Linked DNA regions of Rattus norvegicus: region 1 is linked to region 2. Evidence: chromatin contacts called from public Hi-C data. All regions are on one chromosome and are shown on one strand. Each heading gives the region's core, a stretch centred on a gene start, on an enhancer-like site or on the middle of the called end of the contact. The rest is flanking DNA. Distances are from core to core; before and after follow the strand shown.

Region 1 (5,502 bases), core at 1,432-3,931, 74 kb before region 2:
GGAGATTCCTCCTACTCTCAAGTACTGTCCTTAGATAAATCTGTTTAGACAGGCATGGTGGCACATACCTTTAATCCTAGCATAAGAGGCAGAGGCAGATGAATGTCTGTGAGTTTGGGGTAGCTATAAAAAGCCTTATTTATGTCACTACCATGAAGTCACATTTTGGTGTGTACTCTATGAAGTGAATATGTGATTGTGATACAAGGTTATACACACTCTTATTTTGCATATTTTCTAACTTCTCCAACTGTTAACTGCTTTTATAATGTGTTTTTAAATGGTTACCTGATAATCTCAAGGTTCAGTTAGTCTAAGTTATGGTATATACAGTGAGTTCTAGGACAGCAAGGGCTATGTACCGAGACTCTGTCTCAAAAGTAAATAAATAAATATTTAAAAATAAATCTATGTCTTGCATTGCTAGGAATCAAATGTCTCTGTATACTAAGTGAGCACTCTGCCTTCTAATGCTCAGCTGCACCCCAGCCCCATGCAAGGTATTTCTTATAGTGTCTGGCCCAACATCTGAACAGTCAGTAGTGCTGGGCTAATCACCAACTTTAAAAAGATGAGCCATTCACGTTTTAGAACTCTTTCCTTACGTTTTCCCCTAATCTCAGCATGGAGTGGGGATGGAAGCTGGGGTTTCAGGCATGCGCTATGTACATTAAAACCAGACCCCCAAGGCCAGCAAGATGGCTCAGTGGGTAAACGTGTTTGCTACCAAGAATAATGAGTCTGTTCAGAATCCACACAAGTTGAAGGAGAGAACCAACTTTCACAAGAGAAAGAACACACACACACACACACACACACACACACACACTCAAACACATACACACTAAATAAATAAATGTAAAAAATAAAAACAGAAACAAGCCCCTTTCCCAAACAAGTAACATTTCAAAGGAAGAAAATGCTCACCTTAATTTAACTTCTCTGTCTACTATGGAGTTAAAGGGTTTTAGGAACGGTGTTTAACCCTGACCTTTGTAGTGTGAGGTGTGTCAACAACTGTGGGACCAAAGACCAAACCGGCAAGATTTAGAGGTAGAAAAACATGTCAGAAATTCAGAAAAAGGCTTTCTACTTCTAGTTAACTGTTTAACTTCTTTACCAAGAAGGGAATTTAAACTAACACAAAAGCACTGACATTCACTTCCTTGTCTTTAGCTTGTACATTTGTCAGCCTGTTACCAACAGTAATTTTTAAACGGGACTTGATCAGGTTTTATTCAAAAAGTAACCCAGATCCATTTTTGATGAGAGAAGAAAAAATGCAAAATTACAAGGCTTTAGGGTGTTAGATCTAAAGGGAGCAGATGCTGACGTGAACACTTGGTGAAATGGTACCCCACAGCAGTCATTCATTCAATAATCTTTAAAAACAGATTAGCAAGGCTGGGGTTAGACCATAAGGACTCAGGAAACAGTTCTTCTTATGGTATATTTACACATCAGCAGAATTCAAAATGATGTCAATCCTAAAACATTGTATACATGTATGTATTTTAACATCCTTGCAGCTGTTAGGACTTCATATTCCTAAATAATGTTTGCCCTAAGATCACATGAGCAAATTCCTTTTTACTTAATAGACAGTTTGCTTTCTCCCACCGGTACAGAGGTCACCACAGGTAGGTTACTCCAACTCTGTAAAATGTTAATACGAAGAACACCTCATGGCATCATTTCAGGATAAGTACGTATATGCCCACACATACATTCTCCCTCACACACAACGAAGAAAGAACACCTATGGGGAAAACATGAAATATTCAATGATTCCAAGGTGGTCAATTGTTATAGATAAGTTACTTTGTTCTTCTAAAAATTTCTCTACTGAACCTTTCCCTAGGTGTGTATGTCTGTGTGTCTGTCTGTCTGTGTCTCCATGTGTCTCTGTGTGTGATGCCAGAGATAAATCCAAGACCTCACATACTATGAGAACAGCCTTCTGCTCCTAATATTCTTTCATCATCAAACTCTAGCTCAGCTTAAATGAGTTATTAAAAACTGTGTTTTTTTTCTGGGCATAGTGTCACACCTAAAATCCCAGCAAACCTGTAGTCCTGCCCTCTAATGCAGGAAGATCATGAATTATAGGCCAGTCCTAGCTACATAATGAAGCTGTGTCTCAAAGACAACTGTGAATGTGAATTAAAAAAATACCAAACTAAAAATGAACCAACAAAAAATTGTATTAGGGAAAAACAATAAAAGGAAAGGTTCCTGAGTTTGTGCTTTGTCACCATGTTACTGTGACAGCACTTTTGAAACATGAACTGCCCTTTAGTGGAAGTTTACATCAAAACTGTAAGTTACATACTTTGATATAGATGATGTGTTGTTATTGTGCCCAGAACAATAATGCTGAATTAGAAATTGATAGATTACCAACACAGCATCTGAAATGAATTAGGTCCAGAGATGATCTTGACATTGTATCCCTTTAAGCTCAATCAATGAGCTACTAGACCAACCACTGAGTTTATCTGTCATTTTTGCATATATAGCAGTATTCACGATCACACGGACTCCCACTGCTTTTTGAAGCTGCTGCAAGGAAATCTAAAGGAGACATTGTTTGACTGGCCTGACAAGAAATCCAACGAGATGATCAAGAAGTCTGAAAGAACTTTGAGGGAAAATCAGTGTGCCTACATTAATGGTAATATTCTATACTTTGTCTATGAGGGTATTAGAAAAACTGAATTCTAGCTATGCATGTTGATGGAAAATGGCCTAAATGCAATGGGTTCTAAGGCTTTAAAGCAGGATTGGGCTCATTCATTCAAAACATGTGCATAAAGATTACCGTTCACTGGAAAGTCATCTATCTGCCAAGCTTAGAACAGAGAAAGAGGGCTATGAGTTATGTAAAAGAGTTGTGTCTAATTAGGGAACATACATACAGTGCATTCATATTTGAAAACGCAACATGTTCTGGAAGTGATTAAGAGCATTAGCTAGTGCCTTAAAAAAAACTGCATACAGCATGCCCAAAAAGACTTTTCTCAAGGGAAATTTTGCAATATATATTGTTGGGCAGTGACTTAAAGATAGCTTACCAAGAATTTGTTCTTTCCCCTACATGACATCTGGAATAGCCCCAAATGCTTCCCAGGAGAGGTAGTGGATTTACTTCTATTTCTAAAGAGGATCATAACTTTCCAAAGATTCATGAAAGCATATGAGATTTATAATATTTATTCTCAGCCATATATGAGACTGCCAGTACATATGAAGATTAAATAACTTCTCTGGAGTCACTCGGGTTTTAAACTTGAATCCAAGCAGTTTGAGTCCAAACACATGCTTTTAATCAGGACACAGTCCTGCTTATATAAAATAAAATATTACAGTCCTTCTCTGGCAAGCACAATGCTTCCTTCATATATCTTAAGTCTAGAATTGGCCTTGCTACTTGGCTTAAACTCGTTAGATTATTAGTTTAGGAATGCAGATTGCTTACAGAGTCCGACTAGATGGTAAACATTTTCTCTTCTGTTCACATCACACAAAGCTGTGGTTTCCCCCGTAGACGTTTTCCTTTGTTTTCTCAAATACTTGAGGGACACAGCACCGTTATGAGAACAGACGTGTCACCTGTACCAAAGCCAAAGGCGTCTTAGAATAATCACTTTCAGTTGGAATCAGAGTCTTTGAGAATGTACATTGGATATGAGAAAGGGCTTTGTCCGGGTCTTCAGTGCAGAATACTGTGGCAGGCAATCATGTGAATGGAAGGAGGGAGCTGCTGATTTGGGATTAAGGCACTCTCATACAGGCAAAGGGGAGTAGGGGGAGGGCAGATGTGGGGTGGGGAGTTGGTGGAGGGGTAATCAGGAAATGGGATATCATTTGAGATGTAAATGAATGGAATGATTATTAAAAAAAAAAAAAAAGCTTAGGTAAGGACCTGATGCATACTTAAAGGACAGCAGTGTTACTAACCCAGTGAGGTTGTCCTGATTCTTTTTCTCTAGGTGTTCTGGTTTTTAATGTTAGTTTTTGCTAGTCAGTAAGATATGAGGTGAGCTATATTGAATATTTTTGTAGACTAATTACTCCTCAAATATATTAAAAGCTACAAGTTTCCAACCTCTGGTTTTTATAGATCAGGGGTGGGCATGGATATGACCAGTCCAGGGAAGGGTACAGTTCTTGCAGAGAATGGAACCTTGAGGAAATGGGGGAAGGGAGACTAGGAGGTGAGTCAAGTGGAAAGGAAGGAGGATGGGGTTGAGCAGTAGTTACGAGGAGACTATAAACAAAGTCAAGACATGGACAGGTGAGCTCTCCCCCACCAGCAGTACTGTAATTCAGAATGTCTTTACCCGTTTGGTAGCACCCTACAGCCTAGGGTGGAGGTGAGAGGTGAGTTGGAACAGAGGCCCAGGAGCCTGCTTCAAGTGGGAGAAGGTCAGCAGGACTTGACTGACTGACCTTAATAAAAGTCACCAAGAAAGTTGCGGTAACCGGGTGTACCAGGCACATGAAAATAAGAGACAGCATCTACAATGCTCAGAGTCGGAACAGGGAGGATCATGCATGAGCTCTGGACTCTTCTAAAGAATAAGTGACTAGATCTAGTTGTGCACCAACAGGTACTAGATCATCTTGGTTTTATTAGTACAAAGCGTTGGTATGCCATGTAATTCCAGTACTCAAAGGGCTGACACAGGAGGTGTTTTGCAAGTCTGAAGCAAGCCCGGGCTACATAATGATTTCAGTGTCACCCTAGGAGACACAGAGAAATCCTGTCTCAAAAAAAGGAACATTGAGCCTTTCTCTCAGGCCCGTGGCACTGGCAAGATGGGCAAGTGTCGTGGTCTCCATACTGCCTGGAAGCTCTGCAGTCACCGACGGGACCAGAAGTGGCATGCTAAACAGTACAAGAAAGCTCACTTGGGCACAGCCTTGAAGGCCAATCCGTTTGGGGGTGCCTCTCATACAAAGAGAATTGTGCTGGAAAAAGTAGGGGTTGAAGCCAAAAAGTCAAATTCTGCTATCAGAAAGTGTGTCAGAGTGCAGCTCATTAAGAACAGCAAGAAGATCACAGCACTCGGGCCCAGTGAGGGATGCTTGAACTTCAGTGAGGAAAATGATGAAGTTCTGGTTGCTGGATTTAGTGGGAAAGGCCCTACTGTGGGTGCTATTCCTGGAGTCTGCTTTAAGGTTGTTAGTTAGCCAATGTGTCTCCTTTGGCTCTGTACAAAGGCAAGAAGGAAAGACCAAGATCATAAAATTTGACAATGGAAACACAATAATAAATTTTCATATTCTAAAAAAAAAAAAGGAACATTGAACATAGCCTAGAGTGCATGTCTTTGATCTCAGCACTCCAGAGGTAGAGGCAGGTAGATCTCTGTCACTTTGAGGCCAGCCTGGTCTACAAAGTGAGTTCCATGACAGCAGGACCATGCCATGAAAAACTGTTTTAAGAGGGGAAAAGGGGATGGGGAGGAGGGGAAGAACATGGCTTGCTTGGATTTT
Region 2 (5,918 bases), core at 1,358-3,857:
CATTTCCTCAACTGAGGCTCCTTTCTGTGATAACTCCAGCTTGTGTCTAGTCGACACACAAAGTGAACCTGTACACTGTGCTTGTACATTCAGCCTCTGTAACTCCTGGCACTCTGTAAGATCACAACAATATAGACAATTGTCAGAAACAAGGCCCAAACAAGGAGAGGTCCCTGAAGTGCTGTGCAAGTTCATCCAGCATGTGTCACTGGAGGGGCTGCAAAGACTTGTCTTCTCCTATTCCAATCCCATCCCATTTCCAAGAAACTTTCCCTTAGACTATCTACAGATTACAAGTTCTATTGTAGGACTTCTCTGATGTGAGGTATAGGTTCCCGCAGTCCACATAAATCATACTGTAGTTTCACATCCTCACATCTAGATTCCCCTATCTATGAAATTATAATGCCTATCTTATAGTATACATGAAATGAGTTAATGTATGTAGACTATGTAAATAGAATTTGCATATCAGTGTATGCAATTATCGTTGACTTTGGGCTTTGTAGTCTTATTTATTATTATGGCATAGACAATGAGCTGGCCTTCAGAAATACAGAGATGGCTATATAAAGATCCTTGGTCCACTTCTACTTACCTGGAAGTTACATTCCAAATGGAGAAATTAGGCCAGGAAGTGTGATTCGGGGCTAGCGAGCAGACATTCGAGAGCCACATGGAGAATGAAAAAGTATATTTTAGGTAAAGGCTAAAGGGGTGGGGATGTGGGGTCACAAAGAGAATGGGCCTGATAGCAGCCTCTGTCTCAGGAAGCCAACTGGCTTGAAAGAGAAGGGACACTCTACCTGTCACATGACAGTTAAAGGATTCTGCCAGCTACTGAAATGAAAGTAAACTGTATTTACAGTCACCAGAAGCAGCAAATGCATTCATAATGTTTATTTATGGCTTCAGGCAGACTGCAACTCATTGAGAAGTCAGCTCTGACGGCTCTTCTTTCAGGAGGCTGGTGGGAACTCTAAGGGACAAACGATCCTCCATGCTGGGTAGGAGCAGAGTGCTGTAAATACAGTCTGGTCCCTGCTCTCCTGGAACAGTGTTCCTTTTTGTGAACAGGACAGAGCAAAGATTTCTGGGAGCAAAACAAGAAATAGGATTTTCCTGCCCTGTATGGAGCAGTTGTTTAAAATTCTTGGAGAGCGGCCTAGACTTCCAAACAAAGATGCCATTCAGAATTAAAGTCTGGGAGTTTCTTCATTAAGATCTTGTTCAAGATAAAGGTGACATGAGCTTGGGGCTTCGCTTGTCTTGTGGTAGGGTGGGTGGTGATGTGTTTTATATGTGGTTCAACTCACAATTCCTTCTCACCTCTGAGAATGACGTCAGCAAATGACAAACTAGTCACCATGCCTTTGCTAATAATAAATCATTGAACAATAGTTCACAAAGTGAGGCAAGGAGTGGATAATTGTTCAGAGAGACAGCAGAATTCATCACACAGTGGCTTGTGTGGAAGGGACATCTGGATATCTGAAATAATGTGCTACCGACAGAATTCCAACTAAAAAGACCAAGAAATGCTCAAACACTGTGCCTAAAGCAATGACTAATTTATCCTCCAAGCCCTTTTTCTAGCTAATCTTATTTTTTGTTTCTCTGGCTTGAAAGGACACAGAATTCTCTCCCCTGCTTCAGCCGAGCTCCTTCTTCTGCTGAGTCTTATCAGCAAATGTTTTCCAAGTGATTGTGGAAGTGTTAAATTCCTGCCTAGGCCTAATCCAGTCTTTCTGTCATTGGTTGGTATTGTCCTTTAAGGTTTGAGACCTCTATGTGTGATGCATAAGCCTGAGTCAAGTTTCTCTTCAGTTCTTGGAATCATTTCTGAGGCATCACCATGGAGTAGGCAAGCCTTGTGGAAGCTGAGTCTCAGCATTTATTACTCTGAATAGGTTTGACTTTCCTCGAATTTAAATACTTAAAAGAACAATATCTCTTACCTCTAAAATAATACAAATATTTAATTAAGATAATGTGATTGCCTCATGTTGGTTTCTGTTCAGTTTGTAGTAAAGTATCCCATAGTTGTCAACTATTCATATCCTGATTTGATTGGAAGGCAGGCAAAGGGAGGGGCCGTTTCTACAAGAGGTGATAGCAGAGGGATGCAGACTGGTTTCTTTAACTCACACTCTCTCAAAGACTTAATATTGGCTGTTGACCAGTTATGCTAATGGCTTTTACAGAAACAATATATCTGTTCCTCCCTTCGATGTCTAGTATTCAGTGTTTCTAGGACACATTATAGAAGGCAGAACAGTGGCTCATCAATGAGGCAACTGCCCAAGTCTGCATAGCGTGTGAATATCTACTTTATGTGGAAAAAGGGACTTCAAAAATCTAAATATGATTCACTTTCCCTGGATTATTTGGCAAATCCCTGTTTAGCAGAATGGACCTTTAGTAGTGGAAGAAAGAGTCAGGGCAAGATAGGAAAGAGGAAAGATTCAGTATTCTAAAGAAACTGGGATTGACCATGAAGGCAGAGGGAAGTGGCCGTGAGCCAAAAAATGCTGGCAGCCTCTGTGGTCTGTGTAAGGCCCTCAGCCAGTAACTGACAGGGAACTGGGAACCTCAGCCTAACAGCTGCACGGATCTGGAACCTACCAACAAGCTGTGTGAGCAAGGACCGTGCTCCAGAATATGATCCACAGAAAACAAAGCCTTAATTTCATTCACTCACTTTCCAAATGTTCACGAAGCAACTATAATTAGGAAGGTTCCAATCCAAGGTCACGGACAACACCCACTTTGAGCTCTCAAAGTATTTATAGAAAGATGATGGGAGAATCGGGAAAAGGGTTCAGACTCTCAAAACAACGTGTTCTTCCTTAATTCTCTGAACTACTCAACCTCTCCTCTTGCCTACTATTTCAAAACAGTTAGTCACAGTGGAGGTGTGTAATGTTTTGCCAACTCATTGGCATGGATCTAGTGCAAGCAAACTAGAGAAAGACTGTTTTCCCATTCTTGGTCTCTGTGTAGAGAGAGCTCATGGCTCTGACTCCCTTCCTGTGGGGCTTTAGTCATTTCATAAGCAACCCCCCAATTGAGTCTGCTGCTCCCCAGTAACATAGTGACATCATTTTCCCTCAGAGGTGTGCCTCAGAATTTTCTGGAAGGCTTATTTAAAAACAGACTACTGGACTAATCTCAGAAGGTCTGATTTAGTCGATGTGGGTTGTAGACTGAGAGGGCATTTCTTACAAAATCCCAGATAATGCCTGCAGTCCACAGCATGCACTCTGAATGTATTTGGCATATTGTTTCTGAGTTATTGATAAATAAGGCTGGTGAAGCCACGACAGTTAGAAGGAGACAGAGCTCAGAGAAAATATGTCACATGCTTAAATAATTGGTATTACACTTTTGGATGTCTGAGCTCTGAGAGTCCTATCCTCAGATCCTGTCTATATTTAAAAAAATATTTTGGGGCTGGAGAGATGGCTCAGCAGTTAAGAGCACCGACTGCTCTTCCTGAGGTCCTGAGTTCAAATCCCAGCAACCACATGGTGGCTCACAACCATCTGTAATGAGATCTGATGCCCTCTTCTGGTGTGTCTGAAGACAGCTACAGTGTACTCATATAATAAATAAATAAATAAATAAATAAATAAATAAATAAATAAATAAATATTTTATGTGTTTAATTCTTTTTAATGTATGTATGTGTGTGTACCTTCATGAGTATTGGCACCAAGTGCATGTAGGAGCCCATTGAGGTCTGAAGAGGCCATCAGATCTCTTGGAACTAGTGTTACAAGTAGTTCCAAACTGTCGTGTGGGTCCTAGGAACTCTTAACCGATGAACCATCTCTCCAGCCACCACCTATGCCCGCCCCTAATGTCTTCCTTATATTCCTATGACAACCCTGAATGCCCTGCAACTTGCTACAAACGCAGGCCAGTGAGAAAGATGATATATATGGGGATTGAAAAGATGGCTCTATGATTAGAGCATTGGGTTCTCTTCCAGAAGACTTGAGTGGATTCCTAGCATCCACTTGGTGGTTCACAAATCACCTATACTCAAGCTCTAGGAGAATCAACACTCTCCTTTGGCCTCCTAAGCTCTAGACAGACACATGGTTCACAGGCAAGATACCTATATACATTAAAATAAATTTAAGAAAGAAGGAGAGAGAGGGAGAAACAGATAGACAGACAGGCAGGCAGGCAGGCAGGCAGACAGACAGACAGGATTTTGGGGCATAAGCGGTGCTTTCTCAGACTCGAAGTCCAGACAGAGTGGCCTGATGTCTTTGCCATAGCGTCCTCATAGCCAAAGCACATTTTCAAAGCACTGAAATTTCTCCTTATGCAACTTGGCAGGAGCACAGAGCATGTGTCCAGCTGAGGGACAAGCAAAGGCATTACACAATGTGCTCTAGGGACACTGGGAACCTCACATGATTTTACAGCCTCTCCCCACGCCCGGCCTCGGTCAATCTCCCTTCACCAAATTCTGTTGTCCTTTATTTCCCAGCTGCCATCCTGCTGAGGATTTAAGGTCACAAAGCGTTCTGGGATTTATTAACAGACAACTGCTAAGGACTCAGTGCCCAGTCTCCAGGCACTGTCCTTTCAAGGATCTCTGATTTGAGTGACAAAAGCCAGAATTCCACACGAGTAACCTTGAACTTCTACGCCGAGTCCTTGTGAATGTTTCGTCTGTGTGACTGACTATATTGACTTAAGTTTATAAGATTCAGAGAGGTAAAAATGTAATTTTGTCTATTGTTTGGAAAACTCCAGCTGAAATTCTAATGTGTTTTTCCTCCTCTGTCAGAGCTAAGGGTCCTAAGTGAAAACCCTGCTTACATCTACTTGCCAGCACATCTGTTAGAACCTACTTCTATAGAAGACCAGCTTAAACGACTTACATGTTCTGAGATTCAGTCCATTATCATCAAGACAGGAAGCATGGCAGCATCCAGGCAGGCATGGCACAGAGGGAGATGAGAGTTCTACATCTTGTTTCAAAGGCAAACAGGAAAAGACTGACTTCCAGGAAGCCTTCTTTTGAGGAAGGTCTCAAAGCCCACCCTAACAGTAACACATTTCCCGCAACAAGGCCACACCTATTCCAAGGCCACACCTCCTAATAGGGCCACTCCCTGTGACCATCATTCAAACACATGAGTCTATGAAGGTCATTCTTTTTCAAACCATCAAACTATGATTAATAAATATCTGAAAATAAGAACAGAAATATGTTAATAATATTTAATGTAATTAATTGAAAAGCAGACGTATCATTTTTATTCCCATGCTGCAAAATTGGCAATAAAATAACTCATCTGTTTAGTTGAGTTGCTAATTAAACTATGTATGTATGAATATACATACTCTGTTTTGACATATCATTTTAGCATCATTCCTTTTATAGAGCCTGTAGCAAATCTTTAGCATATTAGGGAAGCTTCCTGTGGAGCTCCACAAAGCAACATCATAATGATTTTATTATATAGTATTTGAAGCCTAGAGCTGAAAAAAAGAAGAGTCAAAAAGATAATTGACAAAGCTGTTTAGTAGCAATAATATTTAAATGTAAAACATTTATGTGTATAGACACAAAAGCAACTCAAGCCTCAACTATAAATAAATAACTATTATTTAAGTCCAGTAACAATAATTTACGAAGTTTGAATCTTCCAGAATTAAAATATTTTGCTCAAGAAAGAATGAAGAAATCAAGACAAAACTAGTGCAGGGGTCTCTGTAACCTTCAGAGGGATGATTTCCCAGGAGACAAGAAGGAAGTTCAGCTCAACACAGCTCAGGAGCCATCATGTTGGTTCAAACTTCTGGACTCTAACTCTGAGTGGTTTATTTTAGGCAGATTTAAGCACAGTACAATTTGCCAAAAACTATTTTGGTAACCACTCAGTCCTATTTGC

What was found. Hi-C and Micro-C count contacts between places; a contact is called where the count stands out from the background.
Region 1: a contact with region 2 is called in a Hi-C map of liver, with 6 times the contacts expected there. The contact joins the promoter of LOC102547034 here to the enhancer-like site in region 2. A contact is called at or near these places in 5 of 12 Hi-C or Micro-C datasets (hepatocytes, kidney and liver) and 1 of 1 datasets of contacts at active chromatin or transcription factors (oligodendrocytes).

Annotation. Positions count from the first base shown.
Region 1 is chr18:41,623,562-41,629,063 of GRCr8, reverse strand. LOC102547034 (40S ribosomal protein S23-like) reads left to right here and starts at 2,681. Exons shown (of 1, transcript XM_039097345.2): 1 at 2,681-5,502. The coding sequence starts at 4,822. The coding sequence ends at 5,196. It overlaps Cdo1 (cysteine dioxygenase type 1), which reads left to right. Exons shown (of 5, transcript NM_052809.2): 3 at 2,520-2,674.
Region 2 is chr18:41,548,915-41,554,832 of GRCr8, reverse strand. No RefSeq gene overlaps it. Among named protein-coding and RNA genes, the nearest start is that of Eif1a, 40 kb to the right of the region's middle. Within about 2 kb of position 2,607, at least 55 of the 93 cell types and tissues checked have an H3K27ac peak or open chromatin away from gene starts, as enhancers often do. A contact at or near this core is called in hepatocytes and liver, where this site is marked.